Linked DNA regions of Sus scrofa: region 2 is linked to region 1. The links are chromatin contacts, called in public Hi-C maps. All regions are on one chromosome and are shown on one strand. Each heading gives the region's core, a stretch centred on a gene start, on an enhancer-like site or on the middle of the called end of the contact. The rest is flanking DNA. Distances are from core to core; before and after follow the strand shown. Region 1 has its middle 200 kb from the start of TSC22D2. Region 2 has its middle 39 kb from the start of TSC22D2.

Evidence for each region. A called contact is a pair of places that touch in the nucleus more often than the background predicts.
Region 2: a Hi-C map of liver shows a contact between it and region 1, with 5 times the contacts expected there. The contact joins two enhancer-like sites. A contact is called at or near these places in 3 of 47 Hi-C or Micro-C datasets (liver and skeletal muscle).

The regions. Positions count from the first base shown.
Region 1 is chr13:90,438,802-90,446,025 of Sscrofa11.1, forward strand. No RefSeq gene overlaps it. Among named protein-coding and RNA genes, the nearest start is that of TSC22D2, 200 kb to the right of the region's middle. Within about 2 kb of position 3,755, at least 23 of the 83 cell types and tissues checked have an H3K27ac peak or open chromatin away from gene starts, as enhancers often do. A contact at or near this core is called in liver, where this site is marked.
Region 2 is chr13:90,597,577-90,604,800 of Sscrofa11.1, forward strand. No RefSeq gene overlaps it. Among named protein-coding and RNA genes, the nearest start is that of TSC22D2, 39 kb to the right of the region's middle. Within about 2 kb of position 2,540, at least 37 of the 83 cell types and tissues checked have an H3K27ac peak or open chromatin away from gene starts, as enhancers often do. A contact at or near this core is called in liver, where this site is marked.

The DNA of each region.
Region 1 (7,224 bases), core at 2,505-5,004:
TTTAATGATCTAGAAATTCCGAAGAAAAAACAAAACTTGTAAGAAGCCAGGAGACAAATGAGTCCGAAATTATCCAAAGTGAACTAAGCAGAGGCTCCTGGGCTGGCAAGAGCTCATGAGTCAGAGCTAGACAGACTCAGGTTCTATTCTCAGCTTGCCCATTACCAGCTGGTACTTGCTCCTGGGAGTACCTGGAAGTCCTTGCTTGACCTAAGCCTGGAGTTCCTCATTTGCAAAACCAGGATGATGACATGCATTTCATAAGGTGAAGATTACACAAGGTGTGAATGAAAAGTTCTACTTCCCAAACATTCTGTTCAAGGGATTTATGGGCAAATTCAAGATTCAGGAGGTGGAATTCCCATTGTGGCCCAGCAGGTTAAGAACCCAGCATATTGTCCATGAGGATGTGGGTTCGATCCCTGACCTCACTCAGTGGGTTGGGGATCTGTCGTTGCTGCAAGCTGCCTCGTAGTTCACAGATGCGGCTCAGATCCAGGGTTGCTGTGGCTCTGATGTAGACCCCAGCTGTGGATCTGATTTAACCCCAAGCCCAGGAGCTTCTATGTGCCTCAGGCACAGCCCTTTAAAAAAAAAAAAAAAAAAGATTCAGGAAGTGATTAGAAAGTAGCTTTAACCTGAAATCAGGCATTGGATCAGAAGGAAAAGGAGAGGCCAGGAGGCCAAAAGTAGAGAGAATTCAGGTTAGACCTGGTGAATGAACAAAAAAGTGCTGTGACCTTAAGGACCTAGACAGTGTGAAAGAGGAAAAATGGTGGGGAAAGAGCCAACTGGTACACCCTGTGTCTCAGGGTAGCCAGAGAGATGTGGGAATATTTTTCCTCTGAGATCATTCCAGCTACTATATAGAGGTAGTAGAATCACAACCTCTAATGACGTTTGGAGCTAATATTGCGTCCTTATCAATTTACTGCTTCTCAGCCCTGAATCCACCCTTCAGTACCTGCTCTGTGATAATAGATTAGATTCTTTTACGGTGGGTGCAATGTTAAGATTTATCAGTAGAGGGCGCGAGCGGGACATTGCAGGACAAAGAGGGCTTTTCTTGCTCTCAGTATAGCAAGCTCTTTTTTGTAGTCTGGTTTTCCCCTCTCGGACCGGCTGCACTGCCTTCCAGCAGTGCGTACCCCGCCCGGGCCACGTGCTCAGAATGTTCAGTCTGTCAGAGACCTCGGAGTCCTAGCTGGGCTCAGGGACACCTTGCCTCAGCCCTGGTGACGTGGACACTGTGCACTCCAGGCCTCACACCTTCCGTGGAGCCCCAACACCTCCTGGCACTGTTCTCCAGTGTCAGCTGGCCTGCCACCCAAGATGCTGTTCCCCTCACCCTCCCAACGTGAATGCCACACACCAGGCCTTCCACCCTTAGTGGTACCCACCAGCCTCAGGTCGCCCGCACCCATGGATTCTTTCTTGCTTACTTGGTGACTGTGACTCTGACCCAGCAGTCCAGTGAAGAAACCGCCATCACTGGCGTACTCAGCCATGCCTTCTCCAACTGAGTCGAAGCCCCAATAATCTTATTTATTTATTAATCTTGAGAACCCTCCCTTAGATACGGAGTCCCCATAGGTCTCTTTACATTGTCATTACTTTCCTATCAAAATGAATAATTCTTTATATTAAATGTCTCCTATTTGAATGACTGTGTGGTTGCTGTTTCCTGAGTGTACTCAGACCAGCACAATCTTGAATGGCTGCTAACATCCCAAGAGACAGCCAGGATTATGTGGTCTTGTTGGAAATGTACAACACACCTATAAAGTTTTGTTGTTAAAACCTCACTCTGATCAAGCCTTAGATTTAACTACAAGCACTCAAGAAATATACAGGACACAAGAACATGTAAAAGGATACTATCAGAGGCCATCAGCAAAATCCAGGCTGTGGCAAACCCCACAGGAAAAATAATCGGAATTCTTCCACAAATGAGAGAAAGAACCTACAAGTTAAAAGAGACTTAAAAAGGTTATTCACCAACTAAAATTCATAGGCATTCTTTAGATCTGGATACAAACAAATTATTTTTAAAAAAATATGAGACAATGGAGGAAATTTACTGGATGTTCAATGACATTGAGCTAATTATTATTTTTTTTAAACATAAGAGCTAATGCAGTATATATGGGTATATGATGGTACTAGACAATTATTTTTCTTTTTAGATATAATGATAACGTGGATATTTTTAAGAGCTTTGATAATTTTAGATTTACTAACTAAAATATTAACAAATGAAATGGTATGATGTTGGGGATTTGCCTCAAAATAATCCTTGCTTGGGGGATGGAAGAATATATTGTCCATGGGTTGATAATATTGAAACTAGGTGATGAGTACCTGAGTTGGCTTTGGAAAAAATTTTTAACACTCCTACAAATTGATAGGGAAAAAAGGCAACCTAAATGAAAAATAAACAAAGGGTGTAAATGGGCAATTCATGAAAGAAATATACATGGCCAAAAAACATATGCAAAGTGCTTAACCTTGCCAGTAACGAAGAAGTGGCAAATATGAAAAAGCAATGAAAGATCAATAAGAATAGGGGGAAAGAGGTATTCCCACCGGTATGACCATATTGAAGGATCATTTGGTAGAATTCTTCAAAATTTGAAATGTGCATTTCTGTAAACTCAACAGTTTCGCTTGAGGTATACCTATCTTAGAGAAATGGTCAAATGGGTGGACAAGAATATCAGTCTATTGAAGTATTTTTTTTGAAATGGCAGCACCCTAGAAGCAAAACAAATATCCATCAATGGAGAAGTGGTTAACAAAAAGTAGTTAAAACATGATATAGGGGCCCTCCCACAGCAGTTAAAAAGAAAGACCCTGTGGGCTGATGTGGTTAAGAGCTCTAGGACATATTGTTAAGTGAAAAAATCATCTTACAAAGGACTGTGTTCCATTTGATCTCACTTCTGTAAAAATAAAACTAAAATACCTAGAACAAGTCCCCCTAAAAATGGTATATTTGTAAACATTCACACATGTATGTATGACTTGGTATATATATATCTATATCTCTATATATCTATATATAGAGATATAGATATACACACACACACACACATATTCTGCTTCGTTGATTTTTTGTAAGAGTACATCCACAGTGCTTGTGTAATTTTCTTTCACTTTATAAGGTATTTGAACATTGAATTTGGCAACAAATACAGCGTGAATGATCTGAGCAGGCGCAGTTTCCATGGTGCAATGGGAGATGGACCATCATGGACTGGGAGCCTGGTAGGTCCTCCTCAGAGGTTATGCCTCACGCCAGGCGCTGCCCCACGCTCCCCTCCAGGTCCCATCAGTGCAAAGGGAACCAGCCAAGCTGTAAGATGCAGAAACTCAAACACACACATTTTTCCTATTTAAAAAGATTTCCTAAATGTGTCTTGTCATAGGATTTTAGGGCCAGGAGGGATCTTTGAGACCAGCTCATTCAGTCCTGATTTTTAAGGATGAGAAAGCTAGGGTCCAGAGAATCTCAAAGAGTAACCCAAAAGCCCCCAGACTGTTTGGCTACATACCAAGAGCACAGCCGGGAAAGCATGCCCAGGAAACTTCTGAACGTTTGGGAACCATGAGGAAGTAACTGGGGAATTATGTGTTCAGGACGAGCATCCAGATTAGAATTCCTGCAAAGTTGCTGACAGCCACATATGAGTGACCACATCCAGCGATAAATCACCAGGATCAGGAGAATGAATCATCCCAGGCTTTGTTCTTTGTAGGACAGCACATTTTTCTCTGGCTCTCTCTGTTCTATATCAGGAGATTGTTTCCACCGGGGTCACTGGGCTGAAGGACCCACTAAATTTGGCCTCATTCCTGTCTTGGCAAGCTGCCGTGGCCAGGGTGATGGAGGAGTGTTTACACGTGTCAGGTCCCAGGAACATTTTCCCTGTTCTGCCTGATAAAGCCCAGAGTCAGATGGGCAGAGTGGTGAAAAGAGCACTGGACGAAGAGTCAGCCAGCTCGGAACTGGATTCTGTTACACCATGAACGCAGTTGTATAAGCTTGAGCCAATCACTTGGAAGTCTCTAAGCATGCAAAATCAACAGGTCTTGTGTTTTGGGAACCTGTTTGGGAATGAAAGTAGCTTCCAGCCTGAGGACCCACTTTCAGAATAGGTCCTCTCAAACAGAGTGAAAAAAGAAACACAATGTTGGGCCATAGTTGTATAGAACCAAGGCCAGACACAAAGGAAAGGACAGGAAGGACAAAGTAGCCATCATTATTCCATCTGTGTCCAGGGAGAGCAAGTCAGTTCATTCTCAGAGCCAACTCTTTGTTTTTTGTTTGTTTGTTTGTTTGTTTTGGCTGTGCCCATGGCATGCAGAAATCCTGGGTCAGGAATTGAACCTGTACCGCAGATGTGACAATACCAAATCCTTAACCCACTGCTCCACCAGAGAACTCCAGAGCCAACTCTTTGTAGTGGCTGCCTGGAGCAATGTGTTGGGAAGGATGAGAATTAAGGTGGCGCTCAGAGAAGAATATTCTCTCATCCATTAATGACGTCTGCCACAGGTGAGGAGGGGATAGAACGGGATAGGGCCCATCATGTTTTTGTTATTCCTGCACCCAGTTACTACATTGATGTTCCTATAACCGTGAGCCCATAAACCCAGTGCAAAGCAGGAAAATGCATGGGATGAAATCTTAGAAAATTTCAGGAAGCTGGCTCATTTGGGATAACAGAGCAAGGAATAAGGAAGGCTGGGTTCTGTTCTTTGGTCTGTCATTAAATAATTAATAATCTTGGCAGAAATCATTAACAGGTTGAGATCCCTATTGAAACCGAGTCCCCCTAAAACTGAGTTCCCCTCCAAGTTTATGATTAACCTCTCCTTCCAAAACTTTTTTCCCTTTCTTGTTCTACCCCTATTTCCCTCAGGATTGAGGAGTATCAAAGAAAAGGGGATATGGAAGCCAAACAGGATCCTGCAGGGCCCTCCCAGGTACAATCCCCTCTGATTCCCTCCGCATATTGTTTGACCTTCCCTGAGTTCCAAAGAGCAGACCTAAGCAGTTAATGATTAAAACGACGGAGTTACAGAACCCCTTTCTTCCAGAAGGTATATACTTAACAAGCTGAAGCATATCTTTGAGTTCTTCCACGGAAACTAAGACCCCCATGGTGACTCCGTGCTGACCACAAGCACATAGTCCCCCAGCCTAGTTAGAACCAGAAGGTGGAGGATTAAGATTCTGGAAACAGCACTCTGTTACCTCACCACCAACCAATCAGAAAAATGTCCATGAGCTGATCACCCTGTGACCTCCACTCCTAATGTTGCCTTAAAAAAACCTTCCCTGAAAGCCATGGGGGAAGTTAGGGTCTTTTTTGTTGTTGTTGTTCTTTGTTTTTTGCTTTTTAGGGCCGCACCCCGGCATATGAAGGTTCCCAGGCTAGGGGTTGAATCAGAGCTACAGCTGCCAGCCCACACCACAGCCACAGCAACACAGGATCCGAGTCCCGTCTACGACTTACACCACAGCTCATGGCAATGCTGGATCCTTAACCCACTGAGCAAGGCCGGGGATTGAACCCTCAAACTCATGGTTCCTGGTCAGATTCATTTCCGACGTGCCACAACGGGAACTCCCCTGAGTTTGGGTTTTTTGAGCATAAGCTGATCTGCCTGCTCTCCTTGCTTGGCACCCTGCAATAAACTCTGAGCTTTCCTTCACCACAACCTTGCTACCAGTCAGGCAAGTGCACCCATGATCAGCTTGGTAACACTGTGTTCTAGCATCAAAGCTAATTGAAAGGTCTTTGGAAGTCAGCATGGCTTATGCATCATCTCTCATGGTCCTGCAGCCACAAAAATATTTCCTATGGGCAGTTTGACCTAGTTTGTCTTGTTTTAATTAATGTTGTACAGGTTTTTTTTTTAATAAGGTGATTTATCTATATTTCCATTGTGATATATTTAAAAGGGAAGAAATGACAGACCAAAAGAAAATTTTCTGTATTTTTTTTATCATTTGGATCCAACATTTGACATCTTGTTGTATTTCTTTGTTATGAAGAGAATTTGAGGTAAATGCCTTCTTTAATAAATAGTAGATTAACCTTTTTTTTTTTTTTTTTTTTTTAGTCTTTTTAGGACCACTCCCATGATATATGGAGGTTCCCAGGCAAGGGGTCAAATAGGAGTTGAGGCTTCAGACTATGCCACAGCCACAGCAATGCCAGACCCAAGCCACATCTGTGACTACACCACAGCTCAGGGCAATGCTGGATTCTTAACCCACTGAGCAAGGCCAGGGATGGAGTCTGCATCCTCATAGATGCTAGTCAGATTGTTTCTGCTGAACCACAATGGGAACTCTCCTAGGTTTACCTTCTTTTGGTAATGCTCAGGAAAGTAAACCACATCCCAGGACAATGGGATACATTAAAAATTCATTAAAAATTAATAAAATTAATTGGTAATTATAGTTTCATGTTAAGATAATTACTTTTGTTATGGTTACTGAACAACTAAGCAGGGCCAAGTGAGGGTGACACTCTTTATGCCAACATCACTTCTAAGTTTGCATATAAAATTGATGGAAACCAGGACCCTTTGTGAAGTTATATGTAAAAGTGAAAAAGGACCAGAAGGTAACACGTAAAAATAATAAAATAAGTCATAAAAATAATACATTTTTAAAATTTTTACTTGATGTGTATAAGTGCATTCAATAAAATAAAATAAAAAATCACTTGCAAATGTGAAGGGAAGCCCTCTGATGGTTTTCCAAGGTGGGGTGGAACATTGCACGATACTGGCTAGACTTATGGGCACTGAAGTCAGACTGGCCAAAATCCTGGCTCACCCAAATAATGAGGATAATAGTGCTACCCACCTACAGAATTGTTGTGAGGATTAACCGAATTAACCAATGTGTGGTGTTTAATTTTATGTGTCAACTTGACAGAGCCAGGGGGTGCCCAGACACTTGGTTAAGCCTCCTTCTGGGTGTGTCTGTGAGGGTGTCTCTGGGTGAGATTAGCATCTGAATCAGTCATCTGAGTATAGCAGATTGCCTTCCCCAGCCTGAGTGGGCCTCATACAATCCTCTGACAGGCCTGAATAGAATAAAAACGCTGAGTAAGGGAGCATCCTCTCTCTTCCTCTCTCTGCCTGTTGTCAAAGGAGGACATCCAGTAGTTTCCTGCTTTCAGACTTGGACGTGAACTAGAA
Region 2 (7,224 bases), core at 1,290-3,789, 160 kb after region 1:
GCACATCAATATGTTAAAATGTTTCCTTATCTGATTTTGGTATGAGACACACTTTCCCACTAAATCTTAATCTCTGGTATAAAAGCAGAACAAATACCTGGCCATGCTTACAGATTTTTCTAGAAGATTCTCACATTACTCAATAGCTGTGTACCCTAAAGAATAATTCATAGCCTTATACCTTCATTTTGTCTTTTTGTGTCACACTAGTTCCCTGTATGTACTGTCCTTTCTTTAACTTCTAATATCAACCTATTGTAATCCTACCAGCTCTTCTAGCCAAGTCTCTGCTCCTTCAAGAAATTTCCCTGATTATTTCCATGTAAAGAGTTCTCTTCCTTATTGGACCAACTCTATCTCACAATTTGTTTCACTCTATGGCTCTTGAGTCTGTTTTATAAGTACTTATGTGTATGCAGGAGTGTCACACATATTTTTATTCTTTAATGCCCCAAAACATTGTTACTTAAATTAATGAATAGATACATTTGATTTTCTATAATAGAATGACATTTTTTAAAAAGCTCTTTACTCTTGAAAACTCTAAGGTAAATGTTTTTGTAATATTCAAACTCTTTCATAAACTTTTCTTGTTTTTTTGCTTGTTTGTTTTTGCTTTTGGTTGTGATTTCAGATTTTTGTTAAGTTATTACACTCTCAAAGGCAGGACCCTGGCAGAGGTTATACTTGTGCAGTGTTGATACGCTTCTCCTTTAAGAAAATTAAATTCACTAATCACATTCATTTCTAAAGCCCTTTGAAAATGTGTCATGCTTAAGGGTGGCCACATTCCAGAGAACAGAATGTGTGCTACAAAACGAAAGGAGGCCGGGGGTGGGGAGGAAACCCTTTCAAGACAAGAGAACTGAGCATGTGCAAAGCTCTGCTCTAAGCCAAGGAGGGCAGAGCAGTGTAGTTTTGGAAATACGGAGGGGAATGAAAAGAGAAAGGGAATATAAGGGAGAGAGGGGAGTCTGACCACATCCAAGACATCCTCCTAGAATCTGCCAATGGAGAGTGGCACTCAAGGAAGGGCGCCCTTAGAGCACAGCTGACTTCCAGGCCTCTTCTGGCATCTCTGTAGCAGCGCCCACCCTTTGGGGATGCTCAGACCAAGCTCTGGTTCCTCACTCTCTGTGACTTCTGAGAGTCCATCCTTTTCCCTGACATGTGATCTGTTACCCTGCCCCAGAGTTGTAGTTTTGGATTTTTGAGAAGTAGTGTGATATGATGGAGTCCAATGGACTTGGAAATCTCCTAGCTCTGCTTCTTAGAAGCTGACATGTTATCCAATATCTCATAGCCTCAATTTTCTCATCTATAAATCAGGGATATTTATACCCACAATGCATGTATTATTGTGGATTACAGGTATCATAGGATTGCTGTGAAAGTTACACTTCAGTAAGTACTGGATAGTAGCAGCTATGAAAAGCAGTGTAGTATGGTGGTTAAAAGCATGGAGTCTGGACCTTCTGGGTTTGAGTGCTTGTTTCATTACCTACTCTCTGTATGATTTGTGTTCTCTGTGCTTCAGCTTCCAAATCTATCAAATGGGGATAGTAATAGCATAGTTTCTATCTCACAGAATTGATGAAAGGATACAATATAACACAGTGTTAGTCACATGAAAAGCATTCACAAGATCAAAGTAATAGTAGTGGTTGTTTTTGTTGCTGCTGTCGTTGATGCAGTGGAGGGCAATGGTTAACACTGTGTACTCTAGTGCTGAGCTACCTGGGTTCAGGTCCTCGTTCTACACTTTACCTGCTGCAGGATCCCAGAGTCTTCGTTCCCTCATCCGTAAATTAGGAAAAATGATAGTATCTACTTCATAAGATGAAATAAATTTCTCTGTACAAAATGCCGAGTGCTGGTCCTTAGTAAACGACAAACATGAATGGCTTCTACTGTTCAGCACAGGGAACTGCATGTGTGTGAATGAGTCACTTTGCTGGACAACAAAAATTGAAGAAACATTGTAAATCAACTATACTTTAATAATAATAATAAAACAAACAACGTGAGCCATCATTAGCACACATTCCAAGCAGCCATAGCTCCAGTTTTTATGCATGTCTGTGGGTAATTTTAAAACTCAATATTTCGTACAATTAAAGTTTATGTGTTCCGTGGTAATTAACCTGAACTACTAGTTCCCTTGGAAATAAGCCAGGCTTCTAACCATAAAAGATTTTCTACTGGGTCCCAGCTGACCACCTTTTCCGTGTCTATGTGTATAGCAGATGGTGAGCTGCATTTTTTTTAAACTCTTCCTTCCAAAGAGAAGACTGTCAAGTTCTCAGAAAAATTAAATGCCCCCATTACAAAAGAGAGCCATGGTCTCAGCCCTCTCACTCCACACCTTAATGACTGGCACTGTGGAGTCCCACATAAAGGGAGAGACCTCATAATTAGGCATGTTGGAGAATCTCTTTGTGTGCTGCAGACTGTGGTTTTCAGCAATACACCAAAAGCCAGCCACTTCCACTCACATTTTTACTTTGCTCTCCGGCTGTACGGCAGTAACAGTACAAGTTATTCGTTCAGATACCGGAAAGGCTGACAGTCCAGGAAACCTTTTTTTTTTTTCCTTTTCTTCAGCCAATAATCTTGTGGCCTGGTGATGTCACTCAACAATTATGCAATATGACTTAACTGTTGGATAGGTGACAGGAATTCCACTGACACCAAGATCACAATGAAACTGTTTAGCTACTAAATTAGTCATATTGTACATTAGCGATAAGTCACTTTTAAACTGTGATTAACTGCCAGTTCAAACAGCACTATTGTCTACTGAGGGAAGTCAGAGCCCCATCACTCACAGTTTAAATGATCACATCCAGTTATGCTGGCTTCTGAATAATGCAAATGAGGTGCTTACTGAACTTCGAGACATCAGAAGCCACTTAAAAAGGAACACATTGTGAAAAGAACATGCTTTCTATCCTCTTTTTTGGGGGAAAAATTTATACACTATTTCCCTGACCATGTCCTAAAATCAATCATTTCTATCTCTTGATGATTTCCCCAAGCTAAATAGGATGAGAATAGGATCCTGTTTCTCAATGAAGACAGGGATTATTTCCTGTTGTTTTCTGTTCTAACACAAGCTGGCCTCTGTCCTACAAATCAACAACACTGTGAAAGGGGACTTTTTATTGACCACAAGCCACAAGATAGGTATCACTTATTCCAATGCATCAGTTAAAATAATGCTTAAATTCTCCCATTCAAAAAGCAGTAGATGTGTGTTAGAAAATTTTAGGAAATACTAAAACCTATTAAAAAAAAAAAAAAAAGAAGAAGGAATGGCCCCACAATCTCTCCCTCCCCAAACAGCCATAACTAGAAGTCTGTACATTTCTTCCAGTCTCAGTAACAAATGAGTACAACAGCCTAAGGAACTCACTCCTTGTGTGGCAGTGTGGTAGATGCTGGGTATAGAAAGATAAGATTCAATCCTTCTCCTTTAAGAAGCACACAGCTTAATGTAATGGGGTATCTGAACACAAAAGAGGCATTTAGTGCAGGCTGGAGAGAATGGAATGTGGAGTGGAGGAGATGGAAGGGATTATCAGAGCAGATTAGATATATCCTAGCTCAGGGCTACTCAAAGTGTGGTCCACAGGGTAACACTAGCTCCTACAAGCTACCTAGAGAAACTGAGAGAAAGCCTGTGAAAATTTTGGAGCAATTTGACAGAGTAATTGTATGTCTTTTAATCCAATAATAATTTTTAAAATTGGACCTGCATTTTGTATGTGTTTTTTATTTCATTTTTGTGGTCTGTATTTGTATTTTTTTTTTTGAAAAATGAATCCACAATGGATTAGAAAGTAAAAATTTTAAAAACTCCCCCAGTCACTATAAATAGTTTAAAAACCACTGTCCCCAGGGACACAATAGCTTGGCTAAGTGTAGGGTAACCCAATGTCCTGGTTTGCGCTAAACCTGGCACCGTCCCAGGCAAACCAGCATGAGTTGGCCACCTCACAAGGGTCTAATCCAAGAAAAAGTTAGCTTCATGAGAGAATAGATTAAATGAAGGGGAATCAATGATCAAAGAAATAAGAGAAGAAAATTTCTCTGAGGTGAAGAGGGTTCACTCATGGCCAGGAAAGATTATTGAAAAGAGAGCCATAGTTAGCTACATCTTGATGCAATGTTAAATTCCAAGGATTGAGAGAAAGATCTTGTAAGATGACATACGCACAGCAAACTGAAGTGAAAAAAATCAGTTATTAAGGTGGCAAAATACAGTGTTTATATTATACCCCTTTAAGAGAAAGATATTTGCTTTAGCTTTCTGAACTAAGAAAGAAAAGAAATAAAGAAGAATTATCCTGGAGTTCCCTGGTAGCCTAGCAGTAAAGGATGCAGTCTTATCACTGCTGTGGCTCAGGCTGTGACTCAGGTTCAGTCCCTAGCCCAGGAAATTCTGCATGCCACAGACATAGCCAAAAAAAAAAAAAAAATTGTACTTTAAATACAAATATAATAATGAGGGTTATAAAATGGAAGTAGGAAACAATACTCTCAAAGAGGAAAATGCAAACATGTTGACATTATTAACATAATTTATTTGATTTGGCATCAAATTTGGCTCTAAGCTTCTGGGTTGGTAATGGGGAGGTTAGGAATAACAGTCATTCAAATTGCTGTTATTATGATGAAGGAAAGTGTCAGGAGTTTCTCAGCAAGACATTTTTTCCTAAAATTAAAATCTGAAGCAAATTCTCTCAAAGAGTTCAATATTGGGGGCATCAAGTGGTGTGGTAAACTGTTCCCAGCACACAATAGCATTTCTGCAGCAAATATAGGAGTGAATTTCATGTACATGCTTATCTAGGGATCTTCATTAAAGTCAGTGAAGGGTTTCAAGGAGTGTAAGTACATTATAGCCTAAAGAAATTATTTGATCCAAGCATAGAACTTTAAGTATCCTAGAGGAGAAGATAAATAGTTATTACTTAGTGTTCTCAGAATATTATTTCTGTCAGCCAGAGTAATATAATAACATAATTTGAGGTCTCATAATGTCTGAAAAGAAGTTAACTCTGATGCTCTTTATGCTGTTCAAAGAAAATTCCAGTTTCTTTAATAAATTTTTTTTTTTTTTTTTTTTGCCGCACCCATGGCATGCAGAAGTTCCCAGGGCCAGGATTAAACCCACGCCATAGCTATAACCATAGCCATAGCAGTGATAACACTGGATCCTAACCCACTAAACCACCAGGGAACTCTCAAAAAATTCCAGTTTCAAAGGAAATACAGTTAGATTTTGGGTACCCAACGATTTCAGCACTGAATTAGCATTGGACATCAAATTTGTGTGAGATTAGTCTATTACATTTCATGTAATGAACATTATTTTAATAGATGTAAATAGCTTTAAACTTCATTAGTTTTACTTCTCCTCTGGCACTCTCAATACATGTAATAAACATTGTAAAGCTTTCATTAAAGTAAAAGGAATTTTTTTTTTGCTCTTTTTAGGGCTGCACCCACAGCACATGAAGGTTCCCAGGCTAGGGGTCTAATTGGAGCTGTTGCTGCCAGCCTATGCCAGAGCCACATCAACCCCAGATCTGAGCCATGTCCGTGATCCACACCACAGCTCACAGCAACACCAGATCCTCAACCCTGAACAAGGCCAGGGATTGAACCCACAACCTTATGGCTCCAGTTGGATTTGTTTCTGCTGCACCAAGATGGGAACTCCATGGAATTGTTGATCAAAATATTGTTAACCAGTCCTGAGAATTTTTCAGTAAAGAAACTTATTTCACATGCCATCTGTTTAAGCAAAAATCAGTTTGCAAATCTAGTATGTACTTTATGATCACTTTTTGTAAAATATATATTTGTATAAACATTATATTTATAAATGCAGTCGACCCTTAAACAAGACAGTTTTGAACTGTGCAAGCCCATTTTAAATGCAGATTCTTTTTCAATAATAAATAGTACAGTACTACAAAATCCCAGGTTGGTTGCATCTACAGATGCAGAACCTCCCATATGGAGGGTGGGCTGTAAAATTATATGTGGATTTTCAACTGCTTAGGGGGAATGGGCCCCTAACCTCTGTTGTTCAAGGGTCAACTGTGCACAAGCATTAGAAAAAGCATCAGAGAGATGTAACGAAAATATTACCCCTGTTTATCTATGGGTGTCAGGATTTGGGTGACTTTCATCTTCTTCTTTTCAACTGTCCATAGGTATTATCTTTGCAAGAAGAAAAAAAATACTTTTGTTTTACCTGAAATCATGTAGCAGAGGAGCAAGTGATGTCTGTGCTTATCCCTAAAGCACATCAGCCAAGTGACCTTCCTGTAGCACCATCTGCCTCTTGCATCTGTAAAGTTGCCCTTTGAAGACTTACATGATGATTTTAAGGGTTAGATAGTTTAAGAAAGAGAACAATTTTGGTTGGAGACAATCCTCAACTTTCCCTCATTAGCAGCTATGTGATTTGGGGCAAATTGTCACACTTTTGATTCTCTGATTCCGCATTTTTCAAAACGGAGACTGGACTGTTGTGAGCACAAAATGAAATCACTGACACATAGTAAAGTGTCTGGAACAAAATAGGTGCTCAGTAAACATTATACCCTAATCTGCTTACCTCATCCCTCAAAGGATTTTTCTGGTTCTAGAGAAACCTGTTCTCTTCCCTGTGATAGCTTCACATAAAACTCGTTTCAGGTCAGTAGAAGTGTTGGAAGAGTAAGGAAGTCTCTCTTTTCCCAGGTTCATCAGTCAGAGGTAGAGGAAAGGAAAAAAAGGAAAATTTTCTGAAGATCAGGCACTATGTTATGTGTGTTCCTTGGCTTAAGGAAGGTTCCACATTTTCCTAAATACTTAAACATCTGTGAAGTCTCAAGTTTCTACCTTATTATTAATGCATTTGCCTCTTGAGAACTATCTTCCATTATATCATCATTCACCCTAAAACAACTTCTTTATTCCTATTTTTATCTTCACAGCCTTCTAGTGACGTAGTTTGTTGCTCATGTCATTATCCCAGGTCACATTTTCAGACCTTCATTTCACAGCATTTAGGACTCTAGAAATGTAAATTATATTTTCTGTCACTTTACCTTCATGTCAAAATGTCTCCAATTTTTATTTTTTTCATTAATTAGTTTGTGATCAGTTCCTCTAATACAGGTTAAGCACACCTTACTTAAATGAGCCTTATTCTAGAAGGAGAAA